2 separate regions of the Zea mays genome follow, and region 2 is linked to region 1. The links are chromatin contacts, called in public Hi-C maps. All regions are on one chromosome and are shown on one strand. The core of a region is the stretch at or near the end of the contact, and the rest is flanking DNA. Distances in the headings are between cores, read along the strand shown. Region 1 holds the start of LOC103636244 (protein SPA1-RELATED 4). Region 2 holds the start of LOC100283913 (putative conserved membrane protein).

Region 1 (5,795 bases), core at 787-3,286:
CTGTCTTACAAAGCGTACAACCACATCACATATACTAACAAGCAAAAGCAGTTCCCAGCTTTGAGGAGAAGCGTTACTAATATATGCATAAAGGACTCCATGCTACCTAGTTGTCTCCGGTGGATCATGAAAAATGAGGGTTTAGTAGGTGGCACTGTTTACACATTGGAGTTTGAAATATGGGATGGGATATGGAAGCTGCTGGGATAGACGCTCAAAAATAGTACACGACACGCGACGCACCTCATCTTCGGTCTGGTTTCTGGCACAGGGTGCATTAGCAACTGGCAGAAGGATGCTTCCTTGGGCCATTTGAACAGCAACTGCGGTGGCAACACCCGGTGCCGCAGATTCGCCATTGCCCGCATCTTGTCCTCCATCGTTTCGAACGTATAGAACAGCTGCAGTCCGCGAAGCAAACAAACACAAGCGACGTCAAGACGTAGACGTGGCGTAAAACAGAAGTATATTTGACGTGTGAAGCGAACGCACACCGACACGCACCTCGAACAAGAGCACACCCAGTCTGTAGACGTCAGAGGCGAAGGTAGCGGCGCTGTCGTCCGCATCCTCAGGGCTGGTGTACCAGCTGAGCTCCATGGCCAGCACGCTCTTGAGCGGGAACGACCTCCCCGCGCGCTCCTCGCCGGGGACGGCGCTGTCGCGTCGCCGCAGCGGAGGCGAGGCGTCCGGGTCCGGGTCCGGGTCCGGGTCGCCGTCGGCGTCCTCGGAGGCGTCAGAGCCCGAGCACGAGCCCGAGGCGTCGGAGCCGGAGGCGGACTCGATGAAGGCGACGCGCGCGAAGGGCGGCGACACGACGAAGCACGACGGCCGCGCGCTGCCCACGGCCACCCCCTGCGCGTGCGCGACTGCCACCGCCTCCGCCACCTGCCTGAACACGTGCACGCACTCTGCCGCCTCCACCGCTCGGCCCGGCCGGTCCAGCCACTCCCGCAGGCTCACCTCGCCCCCGTCCTCCCCTCGTCTCCCTTCCTCCGCCGCATCACCCTCCGCCTCCCCCCACCGCCGCCCGCCGCCGCCAACACCGCCACGGGACGGCTCCATACCACACGCTCAACCCCCTCCACTCCACTCTACCCCATGACCGGGATCACCTCCGATTCGCCGAGTCCCGCACCTCCTCCACCTCCATGCACTGCTCCGCGAGGCCCATCTAAAGCAGAAGGGGATAAGGATCTGAACCGCAGCAAGCAGCAACCTGATCCCGTAGAAGAAACAGCGAGGTGGGAGGAGCAGTCACCAGGTGAGAGGAGTGGAGCGGAGGCGAGCAGCGAGCCACACAAACCCGCTTTATAAATCGCGGCTCTCTCGTCTACTACTGCTTTATTTCTTACGCCTCGGTAGCCCGCCTCCCAGCCGCACATCGCCCGCGACCCTTACCCACGAACACCTCGCCCTCGCCCTCGCCCCAGTTCGGAGCGGCACAGCGACCAGGGGCCAGGGCCAGTCCATCTCCCTCGCCCCCGAACTGCTCTACAGGACCAGTAGTCCAGTACTCCAGTACCACACCTGCATTAGACACCAAACCTGACCGCGGACATGAAACGACGGCGCTGCCTTGACTTGACGCCCACCCCCGCTGGCTGCCGCGCTGCCGCTGCGCGCGGAGGTGGAAGAAAACGGAGCCGGCGAGGCCCAGCAACAACAGCTCGAGCGCCCACACGCGCCCCTACGCCTCTCCAACCCTACTCGGCTACTCCTCAAGCTCTCCCCCGTTCTACTGATACTTCCCAGGCGATTCCCAAAGAGATTTGCCTCGAGGACGAGATCAAGACCAGAATTATCGTTTAAAATTCGAAAAAAAAACGAAGAAGAAGAACTGATGACGTGGCGCTACTAATAACGGAAACCCCGGGACCACGCAAAAGACAGAAGCCGTCAAGCCACGCGGCCTGCACCGTCTCAGTCTCATGACACCTGGGCCCGTGACCACGCAGTGGCCAATCGACCGGCGGTGACTCGCTGCCGGCTAGGCTCGCGTGAGAAACCGCCTGCCACGAAGTGGATCAAAAGGGCGCTTGTTTTTCCAAAAGCGCACACCTGGGTTTCGATAGTGGAAAGCGCCGTGTAGCTGTACCGGGCCCACTCGTCGGCCTGCTACCCGAGCGTCAGCGCGTGGGCCGCGCCCGGCCGAGGACTGACGAGCAGTTTGACCCAATGGGTGGCCCGTCGCTGTCCGCGGGTGCGCTTTTATATATTCCGCCGAGGAGCCCAAGCCCAACCGTCAGCGGGCACCGCATCTAGGCGTTGGCAGAGGCCAGGTGCGGGCGCGACGGACGTGGCGCGACGGCGGCCGCACGCCCGTGGTGCGTGGGGACTGGAGACTCCAGGCGCCCCAACGCGGGCCACGTTGCTCGGTGGCCGGGAGTGGTAATAATTTTCTGAGGGGCTACATTTGTTTAGCGGAGGCACGTTTTGTTTCCGTGGTGACTGGTGAGTTTAGCACTTTAGCTAACGAATTATTTAGGGAAATTTGGATCCATACCATTAAAAGATCACCACTTTGGATCCATACCATTACTATCTCACTTACATGTGGGTCCACATGAGTCAATGACATGTGGGGTCCATGGTATATATCTAAAGTTTGGATCTTTTAATGGTATAGATTCAATTGTTCCAATTATTTAACTGGATTGGGCTAACTAACGAACTAAGGTGGCATTTGGTTCTCATCTTTATAACATTATGGATAACTGATAACGTTATATTATACTTCCTCCAGTTTTTTATATTTGACGTTGGTTAGTGTAAACTTGAACTAGCTAGCGTCAAATAAAAAAATGAAGCTAGTATTTATTTAGGACCAAACATAATTAGATACGACATTAGAAACTAATACTGTTCTATTTAAATTTGTTATCACTGTTACTCGATTGTAAATCATTATCATTTATGTTACATTGTATGAATCAAACAACACCTTGGTGTTGGGTTTAGACGTTGTTAAGGGAATGATGTTGGGTTTAGACATTGTTAAGGGAATGATAATGAGATCTCTTATCAGTGATAATTGTTACTAGTTATAATTGGATTAGATATTAGTATCTAGTAATATTAGAAAGAGCTCAACAAAACAAAATTATCGGTATCTAATACCTATGTAAATTATTTACGTTACATTTCCGTGAACCAAACACCATCTAAATGTTCTCTACTACTTATTAAGGCGGTAAGGGGTAGGCTGCCATTCCAGTGTTCTGACATTCCCATTGTTGAGAACTACGTTACCACGGATCACCAGATCCGCTCCCTTCCCTCCCGTCAGCAGTAGAGGCGCAAGAAGATGTAGAGAACCCGTCTCCCTTCCCATAAGCACGACAGAGGAAACACACGAGACGCTGGATATAGGGTTGGGCCTCTAGCCTCTTTCTGATCTCTGTTCCATATGAGGGGGTACATGTTCTATATATAGAGACGTGATTGCCCTCAGGGGCATATTCGGTATTTGCCCACATATCCCTTCATTAGGGTTTCTCAACACTCCCCCTTGGGCGAATACCGCGACCAACACATGCCTCATTAAAACTCCCAAAAAACCCAGTGGGAAAATATGGAGAAAGAGCGCATGGTGACGCATATTGCATTTGCACTTTGTTGCCTCATTAAAAACCTCATGTGAGAAACTTCAGAAAAACTCACCAAGGAAAAAGAGTACAACAACTGTCATCAGGACATATTTCGATCTTCTATATCTAGATTCAATTGAATCTACTATAAAGGCTAACTTTAGGAATGTGCTCCCCCTGATCCTTGCAAAACCATATCAATAAGGCAAAACATCTTCTTCTGGAAGTATATGCATATAAAGATTTAGCAAACGGATTGCATATCCTTGCAAGGACTATTTCAGGAACTTTACCTCTACTCACTTCTAGGATATACGAGGTAAGTGCATGTATCAATATAAATAAGTCACTTTGATTGATGGTGTTTGATCGACTGGATCTATATATTTGATAGAAAGTTCCATAAAGGTTCACATATTGATCATCAAGCTCACGCCTTCAGTGCATAGAATATGACATTTATTGTCTCATGATTGTGATCAATATAAGCATTCACTCCTCGTGACGATGACATCTGTCAAAGTCGTTATCCCTCATAACTCAAGCATATTCTTCAAGATATATGTCTCATTGTTCATCTGGAATAACGAGAATGGACGAGGTTGGGGTGCTATCATTTCCTATCTTACACCACACTTTATACATAGTTGTGCAAAGCAAATAACATGTCCTTCAATAGGACTTAGGGGATAATATAGTTGCAATAGTACATATTCTAAACATGACACATCGCTCCAGGCGTTCATCCATTGCAACATCTATGATGGTGTAACAAAAGTCCATCAAAGATCGTAATCCATCAGGGATTTTTCATCGATCAGATACATCGTTATAGTCTGTCATTCTGGCATGATGGGGATATTTTTGCCAGTAACACCTAAACCTTATAGGTTTCTGCCATCGGGTCTTTAGAGGATACCGTAATTCCACATCAAGTGGAAAATACCATGAGTAAAACTCGTGGAATGCACATGTGCTTATTCGGTGAACTTCAAGTCCTTTGGTACCTCATCTTATTTCTTTTCGGGTCTGTATGGGTCTTTATCCCTTTATAGGGATTATCAAACTTTGGTGTTCAACACAGACTTTATTTCTTCTAGAAAAGTTCCATCAAGGAACTATAATCTCATCTAGGATATATTCTCTCTACATAGAAGAGTGTTAATTCATCAGGAATGTATTATTCGGTATGAGATTTATATGTTGCATATTTATAATTCAAAGATATGGATCCTCTTAGGATCTCATGACGGATCTTCAGAATCCTATTAACTGCATAATTTAATTCATGCCATTTGCCAGATATATTACATAGCGGAACAATGTTTATTCAACACATACGTGAGATGGGTCTCTCACAAGACCACTTAAACCATCACATTCACCACACATTATTTCAATAGTGTCCATAAATGTCCGAACTTCAAGCTCGTGACTTTCATTTTGCGATTATTGGTTCAGCCTCGATTGCATTTATCAATGACCCGATAAGAGAGCTTCAAGCACTCATGCCTAGGACTTTGGTTTGGATCCCTTTGCAATCTATAGAGGCAAGATAAGTGTCGACATATTTGTCTCCCACATTTAATAATGATCTCCGTCATTTCCCAAAACGAAAGATTCATTGTTCCGAATTCCTAGCACAATGATATTGCGCGCATTGCTAGGAATTTCATCATCAAGATGAACCTCTTCGTGAGGCAAATCACCATCAGGGTGAATTCATCATCAAGATAACTCTCATCCGAATAATTCACCCTGATGGTGATTTGCCTCACAAAGAGGTTCATCTTGATGATGAAATTCCTAGCAATGCGCGCAATATCATTGTGCTGGGAATACGAACAATGAATCTTTCGTTTTGGGAAATAACGAAGATCATTATTAAATGTGGGAGACAAATATGTCGACACCTATATTGCCTCTCTAGATTGCAAATGGATCCAAAACAAAGTCCTAGGCATGAGTGCTTTAAGCTCTCTTATCGGGTCATTGATAAATGCAATCGAGACTGGACCAAGAATCGCAAAATGAAAGTCGCGAGCTTGAAGTTTGGACATTTATGGGCACTATTGAAATAATGTGTGGTGAATGCGATGGTTCAAGTGGTCTAGTGAGAGACCCATCCCACATATGTGTTGAATAAACACAGTTCCACTATGTAATATTGTCGGGGACCATAATTAGGGGTACCCTCAAGACTCC
Region 2 (6,090 bases), core at 2,734-5,233, 150 kb before region 1:
TGCTGACAGTGCACAAATGTTCAATCTTCCTCTTTCTGTTCCTGTTACTGGTGCTGGTGACAGTGTTGGAGCGTGCCAACAAATCAGGGAAGGGGAAAGTCCAGGCTAATCGGTCAGGTGGTCTGAGTAGCGCTCCTCGGGTCCTAGGTTTTGACTCTCTGTGGGAGGGAATTTTAGGCTGAGGTTAAAAAAAGTCACTCGCTGGTTCCCATGGTGGTTAGCATGGGTGGGCAGGCCGTCGTGTAAGGGGCTGGTCATGTGGGTTGGGCCTCGAAGCACGGGTCAAGGCCCAAACCATAGGGGGTGACATCCCCATGTATGAGGGGACCAACTTTCGTGGCTTTTCTCGGCCGGGCTCCGGTTGAACTCTTCTTAGTGAAATACCATGGGGGTGGTCTTTCCCCCACCGACCGAGTATTTGCATATTTGTAATCTCCCACTAGTCACCACATGAGCGCAGTGGCGAGGAGGCACAAGGCAGGGAGCACATGAGCTCATGCTAGGTATTCAGTTGCTAGTGTCGCATGCGCGTTGTGGTCATTGTCTTACAAGAAGATGGACAATATGCACACTGAAGAATAGTGAACCTGATGGCTTTTATGCTTATTATTGGAGTGTGCTAGAGACGTTATAATTAAGTGTACTGGTGCAAGCACTTACAGTCCCACAACAATAAAGTTTCATAATGCAGTGTTGCATCAAAAACACTCAATTGAAGCCAAAACAACTGGGAAAGGAAATGCATGGGCATAGCAGTGTGCTTTGGACATGAGAGTTCATGTAGCAACTAGCAAGCATATATTGCATGTGTGGTGCGCTGTGGAAGTGCAGGGATAGGCGTGCATGCAACGATGCACAAGAGTTTCATCCTTCCAAAACTAGTCCAAGACCCAGGGGGGGGGGGAGCTAGAGCCCATGATGGCCTCAATGCAGCTCTGCCAGTGAGTTTGATCAGGTGGGTCTCTGGAAATGTTGAGGTGTGGAAGCCGAAACTAGCACCCCCAAATCATCAAGGGCGGTATGAGCAGCCTGAGCCTGAGCACACAAGGCCCCAGCAGATTCAGCACACAGAGAGGCCAGAGGGACAGAGATAAAGAGGGTCGAAGGTGGAGGGCGTTGTTGTGTACCAACAACAAAGCCAGCTGTGAGATGAGATCTATCAGAGCCAATGCAAGTGGAAGGCACACAAAGCACAGTATCTTATTCGTGATTAAGCTCCATCTTCAAATCTTCTCCAAAACTTAGGTGTATGTTCCGCGCCACCACACCCAGGGGCGGACGCACGTTATGCCCAGCGGGGGCACAGGCCCCCACTCAAATTTCTTATTTTAGTGGATCCCATTTCTTATATACTGTATATACAAAGAATTATTAGTTAATATACCTATGTTTAGACCTCCACTTAAATGGTAGGCCTCCACTCAGAATTTGGGATGGGTCCACCCCTGACCACACCGGTGAGACTTGCTTGCCGGACACTCCACCCTCCCCTGTCACATGGGAACAATAAAATGGTTGCCCTAGCCAATGGCTCAGCAGCAGTCCATGGCTTGAAGGCAAGCAAGACGGAACACAGAAACAGTGGACGAAGGTTGGTTTATGGGCTGATGAGAAGATACATTGGACGAGTTACCCATAGATCTGGTTGCTCGAGGAAGAAAAGCATAGTCAGCAACTCAGCGTGGCCACATGCAAGGTTTTAAAGTCGGGAGACTAGTCGACGACTAGTCAAGAAGTCGGTGCAGAGGTGATAGTCGATCTGAACGACTCGACTTTCTCTACTAGTCACTCGACTCGTCGACTAGTCACGACTAGCCGCAACAGTTGAGTCGGGTGACTTATTTGGGCTTAGGTATAAAAATGTGAGCCCACCCAGCCATCTCAACCCTAGTAAGTAGGATGCTAATGGACAAGTTTTTTACCTTATTTATCTATGGATATGGAATGATTCATGACTTGATGAGGACAAAGACAAATGATAGAGATCTTGTGAGGCATGCAACTACTCTGTTTGCAACATCCTTCCTTACATTGGCTAATATGTGGAAACAAAGACAAGGATTGAAAGCTCTCTTTGTTAATAATGAATGGTGTGAGAGCAAAATGAAGAACACTAAACTAAGAAATGCACGTCTTGTTTGTCACTCTGTTGCATTTTGGCAAGTAGTAGAAGATTGCATGAGAGCTTCACAACTGTTGTGAACTGCAGCCCTCCCATAAGAGGCCCTAGGAGTAAACCAGATCTATATGTTCTTCCTCCCTCTACTAACACCCTGCCCCTCCTTATATAGAGAGGTAACCCTAACTTAATAGCTAAGCAACATAACAAACCCTATCTGGCCGGCACTGTTCACGTGCTACGGTAACCGCACGTGAACAGTGGCCGCGGCTAACGTAACCATAATGACCTAGCTAATGGGCTTAAGGCCCATAACAACAACCTATTGTAATATTCTTGAGGATAGTTGATGGTGATGAGAGACCAACAATGGCTGAAATGTGGGCTACCATGGACCATGGAAAAAGAACATAAAAAATGTTTTGGAGCACAAAGAAAGAATAATAGAAGAAGTAATTTCTATTGTTGATAAGAGGTGGGACAGTCGGATGGATACCAATCTATATAGACTATAGAGCTAGAGCAACACTGTTTTTGAATCCAAACAAGTTCTTCGAAACCAGAGAGAACAATAAAAGACTTGCTACAAGACTATATTCAATATTTAATGATATATTGTAGAAGATGGAGATGGATGAAAATATACTAAACAAGGTGTGGTGTTTTTTAGTGTTCCAGCATGTTTTTAGTCTTAGCATATATAGAAAGTTATAAAAATATAATCACCGACTTATGTTCGACTAGTCAGTACTAGTCTTGACTAGTTTACTAGTCAGTAGTTGCACGACTCAACTCGACATCTCGACTTGAAAACATTGGCCACATGTCACCCGACATCAGTAGGTACATTTGGATAAAAGAGATTTGGATATTGAGCATTTTAAGTGTTGGCCTAGATAACACTACATGGCAAGTTCAAGGACTACTGATGCACTTCAATTAATTATGATGTGGTTGCTAAGTATGAGCAACTAAGAGCCAATACACCCGTATCCAAACAAAACTTGTTTATTTTAACTCAACCCAGAAAACCAAGAGGAAAAGACTGCACTCCTCTGGTCTCTAATTGGGTACATCACAACTATATTATGTCATTAGCATTGCCAATAGTATGCACAAGCGCATGCCGTACACGATTTTATTCTAATTCTAAGGGGTGAAACTACAATAAAACTAGATATTTTTAAGCAAACTGTACGTGCAGATTATAGTAAGCCCTCGTAGCTAGGTTCAATCTAGCACTTACAAGCTAAAAACGTGAATAGGACAACTAATAAGCTGCTGTGGAATGACAGTAACATCGACCTCCAGAGGATTTACCAATCCACAGCACAATCCAATTAAATCTAAACTAAAGTAGTCCATACCGGGTAATAAGAACCGATCGGATCGACTCACCACAACGAAGTATGCGACAACGAGGAGGAAACCCTGGGCTCCGAACGCGCGCCACGTCAGGGTGCCCAAGAGATAGGCGGCGGCGAAGCCGGAGGCGGACAGTCCCGAGAGAAGCAACGGCGATCCGGAGACAAAGACAGCGAGGTTGCTGGCAGCGGCGGACCGCCACGTCGGCGGCGACGTCAAGAAGGCGTCGGCGAGCGCGTCCCGGATGCCCGCCACGGCCCCCGCAGCAACGTCCGGGAGCGCGCGAGGCGGGGAAGGGGAGCGGTGGTACGGAACCCTGAGCCCTCGGCGGAACAGAGGGAGGGTTCTGGGCGCGGGGCGGTAGGAGAGGATGCGGGGCGACGAGGAGAAGGGGGCGTGGAGCGGGAGTGAGCACGCCATTTGAGACTAGAGAAGGGTGATGTGCTGAGTCTGAACTCTGAACTCGGGAAGCAGACAAGTAGGACTCCCTTACGTTTTCAAGAAAAAAAAAAGACTAATTTAGACCCGTTAACTATCGCCGCCATCCGATTTTCCTTCCTGATTTCCTAGGAAATCCCCCTTGGATCCCTCCTCGGATTTGAGTTTCAGAACTATCCATAAATCAGTATTGTACATCTTAAACAGTTTTAGTGACGATTTTAGAGTAACTTCAATTATTCTCTAAACAACTCCTTAAATCTTAAATTTATGAAATGAACAAAAATGTTTCTCCAAAAGTTCTCTAAATAGATTTGCTAAATTTAGTTAGTTGCTATCCAACGTCATTTACTTGGATTGACAACTGAATAGAAACTCCCTAAACGCAGTTGCTACCAATTTATTCACACGTGTGTGCTCATTTTTTTTCTTTCCCGAGCGACGAGGTAGCCAAATCCAACTCGTTTTCTCCCTTTTCTTAGCAGCGAGACAGCCAGGACCGGCGCACGTGACACAAACTTCTTCTCCACCGTGAGACCATCGTTGCCTCATACGTCATGTTGTCGAGCCTTCCCCCATAGGTCACTCCGACCGGCCTTGTCCTCCGCTCCCGAATCCTCTATTCTTGACCCCGTCACGGCGTCACTAGCCAGCGAAAGCGTGTCTATCAAAACTAAATTCAAAATTAAATTAGTCACTGAATATTAGGAACTATTAGAGACCAATCTATTTTGTACTCTCGATGGTTATTTAGCAACTTGCTAAATATGAGTTTAAAAATTTGTTTTCAGAGAAATACTGGAGTTGCTCTACCCATGTGACCCCAAGATAAATGGAATGAAGCTAAAAGCTAAAAAGATAAACAAACTAAAATGACTTCTCTACAAAAAAAATAAAATTGTTTAAATGTAATTTTAGAAGAAAAATAATGAAATTTAAAATCCTAAAACCTATTTTCATATTTAAAACCAATACAAAATACTCACTCTGTCTCACAATAGAGCTCGTTTTACCACTTGCTATTTATGTCTATATTCAAAAAATGCTAATGAATCTAGACACATACAAAACACATACACTGATTATTATATGGATCCAATAAAAGACTAAAACAAATTTTTAATTTATAACAGAAGGGTATGTTTTAGCTCAAAATATAAAGTAGTTTTAGTTTTTCCCCTCTATAAGCATGATCTATGTTATATCGTCTAGCTTGAAAAATCTTATTCACGCCCATTGATTATATCTATACAAATATTATGACAAGTGTGCTATCATCTGGATATTCATGTCACCTTACGCTTCATAGTTCATTACACTTAAACTCAATTAAATTTAATAGTTTGTAAAGCTTAACTAAATATATTAAACAAAGGGTGCATGCATGCATGCATGTGTGCAGCAGGGTGCATGTAGCCGCACATACTAACATAGTTTGAAAAATTATTTAGTGTGGATTGTGGAAGACTAGTACCCACTACGGTCTGATGATGTGTTACTTGTGTTTTTGTGTAGTTTGGAATATCGACTAATTATAATAGATAAGAGAGATACTAAAATAATAAGCCCAAAAAATGAGTCAATCAAGATGCAAACAATTTTAAGCCAGACACTATAACATAGAGCTTGATTTTAGAGAAAAAGGAGAACAACCTTCATAATATTTTGAACTACAATAAAGTTCTTTGAAATTTTAAGATTCAATCAAGTGTTAAAATTTTAACTTGTATTATCTTTTCATGTAAAAATATATCTGAATATTTTTTGACTTTTTATTAGTTTTTAATAATTTAAATATAGTTTGTTTTACCTCTTTAAACTTTTGAATTATTTTAAATCATATCAGCTGACACCACAAAAATAAAACTACTATTAAAACTGCTAGGTGTAAAGGTGAATGGTATCTAAAAATTTATAGAACAAGCAGAAAAACGAACGACGACGTTAATCGAGCAAGGTAAAATGGTCTTCAACAGCCATACCCTTTTCGCCCGGTGAGCCCATTGCGATGTCAAGCCCATCTTTGGTAGCCCGATTTAGCCCATGACTCGCGCACGCGTCGTCGTTAAGCCACCCCCTTAACCCTACCGCTGTGCCCGGAACGCCGCCGCCGCCTCCAATCAGCAAGGCAGCAACCATGGGAGATTTGTTGCTTCTTGCCAGACACA

Evidence for each region. Hi-C and Micro-C count contacts between places; a contact is called where the count stands out from the background.
Region 2: a contact with region 1 is called in a Hi-C map of tassel, with 2.4 times the contacts expected there. The contact joins the promoter of LOC100283913 here to the promoter of LOC103636244 in region 1. A contact is called at or near these places in 3 of 25 Hi-C or Micro-C datasets (ear, leaf and tassel).

What each region holds. Positions count from the first base shown.
Region 1 is chr8:159,904,904-159,910,698 of Zm-B73-REFERENCE-NAM-5.0, reverse strand. It overlaps LOC103636244 (protein SPA1-RELATED 4), which reads right to left and starts at 2,036. Exons shown (of 7, transcript XR_557890.4): 1 at 505-2,036; 2 at 244-401.
Region 2 is chr8:160,054,572-160,060,661 of Zm-B73-REFERENCE-NAM-5.0, reverse strand. LOC100283913 (putative conserved membrane protein) reads right to left here and starts at 3,983. Exons shown (of 5, transcript NM_001156811.1): 1 at 3,518-3,983. The coding sequence starts at 3,904. LOC103636251 (a long non-coding RNA gene) reads left to right here and starts at 5,916. Exons shown (of 2, transcript XR_557891.4): 1 at 5,916-6,090.